Regions from separate parts of the Rattus norvegicus genome. Here region 1 is linked to region 2. The links are chromatin contacts, called in public Hi-C maps. All regions are on one chromosome and are shown on one strand. The core of a region is the stretch at or near the end of the contact, and the rest is flanking DNA. Distances in the headings are between cores, read along the strand shown. Region 1 holds the start of Hspa2 (heat shock protein family A (Hsp70) member 2). Region 2 holds the start of Mthfd1 (methylenetetrahydrofolate dehydrogenase, cyclohydrolase and formyltetrahydrofolate synthetase 1).

Region 1 (2,700 bases), core at 15-2,514, 150 kb before region 2:
AGGATAGCCGCCTGCACGGCGGCGCCGTAGGCCACCGCCTCGTCGGGATTGATGCTCTTGTTCAGCTCCTTGCCGTTGAAGAAATCCTGCAGGAGCTTCTGGATCTTAGGGATGCGGGTAGAGCCGCCCACCAGCACTATCTCCTGGATCTGGCCCTTGTCTAGCTTGGCATCGCGCAGCGCCTTTTCCACCGGCTCCAGAGTCCCTCGAAAGAGATCGGCGTTGAGCTCCTCGAAGCGGGCGCGGGTGATGGACGTGTAGAAATCCACGCCCTCGTACAGCGAGTCGATCTCGATGCTGGCCTGCGTGGACGAGCTCAGGGTGCGCTTAGCGCGCTCGCAGGCGGTGCGCAGCCGGCGCACGGCGCGCTTGTTGGGCCCAATGTCCTTCTTGTGTTTGCGCTTGAACTCCTCCGCCAGGTGGCTGACCATACGGTTGTCGAAGTCTTCGCCACCCAGGTGGGTGTCGCCGGCCGTGGACTTGACCTCGAAGATGCCATCCTCGATGGTGAGGATGGACACATCGAAGGTGCCCCCGCCCAGGTCAAAGATGAGCACGTTCTTCTCGCCGCCCGCGCAGCCCTTCTTATCCAGGCCATAAGCGATGGCCGCTGCTGTGGGTTCGTTGATGATACGCAATACATTGAGACCGGTGATGGTGCCCGCATCCTTGGTGGCCTGGCGCTGCGAGTCGTTGAAATAGGCAGGAACAGTGATGACTGCGCTCTGCACCTTGCCCCCCAGGTAGGCTTCGGCGATCTCCTTCATCTTAGTGAGGACCATGGAAGAAATCTCCTCAGGGAAGAAGGTCTTCATCTCCCCTTTATATTCCACCTGCACTTTGGGCTTCCCACCTTCGCTCACCACTCTGAACGGCCAGTGCTTCATATCCGACTGCACCGTGGCGTCTTCGAACTTCCGTCCGATCAGCCGCTTGGCGTCGAAGATGGTGTTTGTGGGGTTCATGGCCACTTGGTTCTTGGCGGCGTCGCCGATAAGGCGCTCGGTGTCGGTGAAGGCCACGTAGCTGGGGGTGGTCCGGTTACCCTGGTCGTTGGCGATGATCTCCACCTTGCCATGTTGGAAGACCCCCACGCACGAGTAAGTGGTGCCCAGGTCGATGCCGATAGCCGGGCCGCGGGCGGACATCCTGACTGAAAAACAGGCAAAGCAACGTTAGGACGAAAGAGTCAGGAGAGGCAAGCCGGGACCCGAGCCAACGGTCGCTTCGCACTGCTCTCCACGAGCGCGACTAGCGTCTCCCGGATCCCCCTGCTGGGCTTCTCCGTCTTATAGTCGTCCTCCCACCCCACCCCCTGCCTTCTGGAAACTCTCAGAGCCAATCGGTCCCCGGGCCCGCCCGCTCCAACCCGTCCAGCGATCCCACAGGCTTGCCTGGTCGGAGTGACCAGCCGGTGGTCCAACAGATATCTAGGTGGGTGAGAGCGGGACTCCAGCCCCCAGCAGGGAGACCAAGGGGCGGCCGTTATGCAAATGAGCCCCGCCCAGTGCCTCCAGCCGCTTGGGGGCGTTAAGCTCGCGCCAAGGGAGCCAGCGTGAAAAGCCCCCTTTCCCCTCTCTCTTTGCCTTTTATAAAGCGTGATTCGTTGACATCTTTTAGATTGGCGGGGCAGATGCCCAATGAACAGCGCGGAACCCGAAGAGTGTGGCGCTGGGGCGCGGCGCGGGGCGGGGCGCGCAGAGGCAGCACGGAAAGGGCGCTGGCCTCCCGAAGGCTCCCGGGGTCGAAATTCTTTCTGAGACGGTTGCATCGAAAAAAGAACGGCTGGGATCGGCTCTCGTCTTTCCCGCCTCTGCTGTTCCTGCAGCGGGGACCGGAGCTGGGTGCGGGGTGGTTCCAGGGCGGGGACTGTGAAGTTGGGCGGGTGCGAGTTTTTCCCCTCGCGCGTCTCGGAGAGTGCGCGGCGGGGGAAGGCTGCGTGCGCGGTGCTTACCCGGGAGGCGGGTGGCTTTCCCGCCAGTGCGAGAAGCACGGCCCCCGAGCCACCTCCTTGCTCGGACCCGCTGCCCGGCCTCGGTCCAAGCTTCTCTCTCCGCTTTCCTGGTTTAGCTTCTTTCAAGCGCCCTAATAGGCAGTTTTGACTACTTCGCGGCAGTGTCACCCTCTGACTCCGGTCCCCGCATACGCGATCCTGTTTAGGAACTAGTCATTTGGCGCGGAGTTCGGTTGAATGAGACTTTTTCCTGCGGAGAAGTTAGGTTGGCAGCACAGACTTGTGAGAGGAGGTAGATGAGAAAGAGTGAACATCTTTGGCTCTTGTTTAGCCGGAATATGAAAATAATTCTGGAAAGTACTCTCTGGTACCAGGGGGTGGGCAGAAGCTGGCTCCTGTAAAAGGACTCCTGGAGGAAAACGGAGACCTGTAATGTAGAGCCACCGCCCGCTTCACCTTACGGATGGGAAGCTGAGGACAGTCGTCGCCTTAAAACTGACAGGTGCCCAATAGGAGATGAGAAGAAAAAAGGAACTGATCCGTCCTTAGGCCATTGTGTGAGAAGGGTAAACAGAAATCGGGAGAAGTCCAGTGAGAACACAAGGCAGAGAGGGGCACACTGAGCCTGAGGGAACATGTCAGAGCATCCCTGAGGAGGTGACATGCCTAATTCTGTTGAGGACTGTAGGAAAAGCATTCTTTACCAGGTTGAGGTATTGGAGTGTGGGCAACGTGAGGGCAGATGA
Region 2 (2,700 bases), core at 48-2,547:
AACACTCATTCCCTAAACAAAAAGCAAGGAACTAGCCCAGAGGTTAAGCACACTTACGGCTCAATTCCCAGCACTCTCTCCCAAAAAAGCAAAAGGGTGTTACTACTCTCTGGGAGGACGCTTGGCAAACATTTCCTCTAGTTAAGCATTTAAATCTGCAGGGCCAGAAGAGGTGGTCAAATGGAATATGAAATTGTCAGCACAGAGAAGCCAAACTAATAAATAACTTTAGTGCCAGGACAGATAGGGGGCTGTTATAGGGTAGAGCATGAGAGGGCTGGTGTTGTAGTACAGCGCTTGCCTTGCATGTGTGATACCTTAGAAGTGAAGCACGGACCGGAAGGAAGAAAGAGAAAGTAAAAGATAGTATTTGGTGTTAACAAGGAATTCATTGAATTAGAGGAAATCCTCTAGTCCAGGTGTGGTGGTGCACGCCTTTAATCCTAGCACTCCAGAGGAAGAGACCGGAGGGGATCTCAATGAGTTCAAGGCCAGCATGATCTACAGAGTGAGTTCCAGGACAGTCAGGGCTCCGTGAAGAGACCCTGTGTCAGAAGACAAACAAACCCGGGTCAAATCTTGCCACAATCGAATCACCACCAAATTGCAAGACAAGCGGCTATGCTGGCTTTCTGAGTTTGGACTTCACAGGCAGCCCATGTCTAAGCAGGATGATGCCAGCAGCTACACTTTTGAGAGCAAGATCAGGTCAGGACTTGCCGCCAAAACATAGGAATGCAGCCACCCCAGGCAGTCTATTGCAATTGCACATTGGGCCGGCATGTTTCTCAGGCTTCAGGAAACCAGTCTTCAGATTCTAGGGGCCGTGTCAATGTCCTCTCTTCCCACAAAGCCCATCTAAGCACCTCTCCTGCAGAGCCCGGGTGCTTGGGGATCCGCACGCCCAGCTCTAAGCCCACCACCACTATCAGCAGTGGCAAGTACTTACGCGGAGACCACTTTCCCGTTCAGGATTCCCGCTGGTGCCATGGCCCTTGCTAGTCTGCTACCCACGAAGAACACCAGCAAAATTCAGGTTCCAGTCCCTCCGCGCGCGTACGGGACAGCACAACCCACGTGCTCAGGGATCTCCCGGGGAAACTCAGTCAATGCGCCTGCGTCGCGCTCCCAGCAGCGAAGGTGCGCAGGCGACCGGAATGACGTCGTGACCCGCTGACAGCGGAGGCAGGAGAGTCTGAGGGAGCCGGTGGGCCCTGGCAGCAAGAAGACTGTCACCAAAGACTGGTTGGCGGCTGTGACTGGCTGTGGAAAGAGCCTGTGTGGAGCTTGCCTCTGATGACCTGGGAGCTTCCCGCGTCGCTTTTAGCCAATCAAAGATAGTGTATAGGGGGCGCGGTGGGGCGGGGTCTAGGCGGAGTCTGAGCAGAACCCCGGCAGGAATGGGCCTGTCTGAACCAGTTCCCCTGACCTAGGTTGCAGTGACAGTCTCCTGCAGAGCCTGTGTCGCGGCTTTGTCCTTTCTTTCTTTCTCTTTCTTTCTTTCTCTCTTTCTTTCTCTCTCTCTCTCTCTCTCTCTCTCTCTCTCTCTCTCTCTCTCTTCTCTCTCTCTTATTTATTTATTTATTTATTTATTTATTTATTTATTTATTTATTTATTTATTTATTTATTTATTTATTTATGGCTCGTCCTGACTTCTTCAGGCAGGAGCTTGGAGGCCTTAGGCTAATTACGGGCACTGACCTGGAGCGGGTGATGCGACTTTCCACGTTGTCATAACCCCAAGCTTTCAGAGTGTGGTGGGGGGCACCCGGGATAACTTTGCCTATCTGTAACCCTCTTAGCAAGAGTGAGGATATCTTAATGAGACAATTGTGTCCTTCTGGTTAACCATCTGCGGAGAAAGCACACCAAGGAATTGGATGCTTCCCAGAAAAAGATTTCAGAGATCACCTTGCAGGACTGATGCCTTGACAGTGATGGACGGGACCACACCTCGACCTTCACTGTTCAGCTCTGTTTAACTCTAACTCTCTACTTAAACCTTAACCTTATATTGGACCCAGAAGACAACTTCTCTTTGTCCCTCTTCCCAATGTATTCCCGTATTGAATAAATCTCCTTTTTCTATTTCTTACCATTACTTGTTTAATGGGCTTATTAAGAATGGTGTCTAGGGGTTGGGGATTTAGCTCAGTGGTAGAGCGCTTGCCTAGCATGCGCAAGGCCCTGGGTTCGGTCCCCAGCTCCGGAAAAAAAAAAAGAATGGTGTCTAACCTGGTTTATTGGATTGTCAGAGCCCAGGGTCTTACTCTCAATTCTAGTAACAGTAGGGAGGATCAATCCACAGCCTTGGCATAGAGACAAGTTCGTTATGACTTAACCATAACTCAGCCTTCCATAACTAAAATCGAACCTGTTATCCTCCCTGGGTTGAAACCCATAGGCAGGCTCAGCCCAGCAGCTGAGAGGGGTCTCAGAGCAGCAGCATGGGGCTCCATCAGTGTGGAAGGAGCAGAACTCAGAGCCAGGGATCCTTTCCTCTCAGCAGATCAGTATTGAAGCAGAGACCACTCCGGTAATAATTAGATGCCAGCAAGGCTGACACCCCTCCCCATTCACCCTGTACAGAAATGAGTTTCGCCATGTCCTTGGGAGCCTGGTGGTAGAGGAAGGCAAAGAAATTGGCTTTGCTTTTTCTGCTGCTGTTACTGGACTGGATTCTTACTGTTGGGTTTGTG

What was found. Hi-C and Micro-C count contacts between places; a contact is called where the count stands out from the background.
Region 1: a Hi-C map of liver shows a contact between it and region 2, with 5 times the contacts expected there. The contact joins the promoter of Hspa2 here to the promoter of Mthfd1 in region 2. A contact is called at or near these places in 2 of 12 Hi-C or Micro-C datasets (frontal cortex and liver).

What each region holds. Positions count from the first base shown.
Region 1 is chr6:100,863,006-100,865,705 of GRCr8, reverse strand. It overlaps Hspa2 (heat shock protein family A (Hsp70) member 2), which reads right to left and starts at 1,264. Exons shown (of 1, transcript NM_021863.3): 1 at 1-1,264. The coding sequence starts at 1,148. It also overlaps a transcript of Zbtb1 not described here.
Region 2 is chr6:100,712,107-100,714,806 of GRCr8, reverse strand. Mthfd1 (methylenetetrahydrofolate dehydrogenase, cyclohydrolase and formyltetrahydrofolate synthetase 1) reads right to left here and starts at 1,297. Exons shown (of 28, transcript NM_022508.2): 1 at 950-1,297. The coding sequence starts at 990.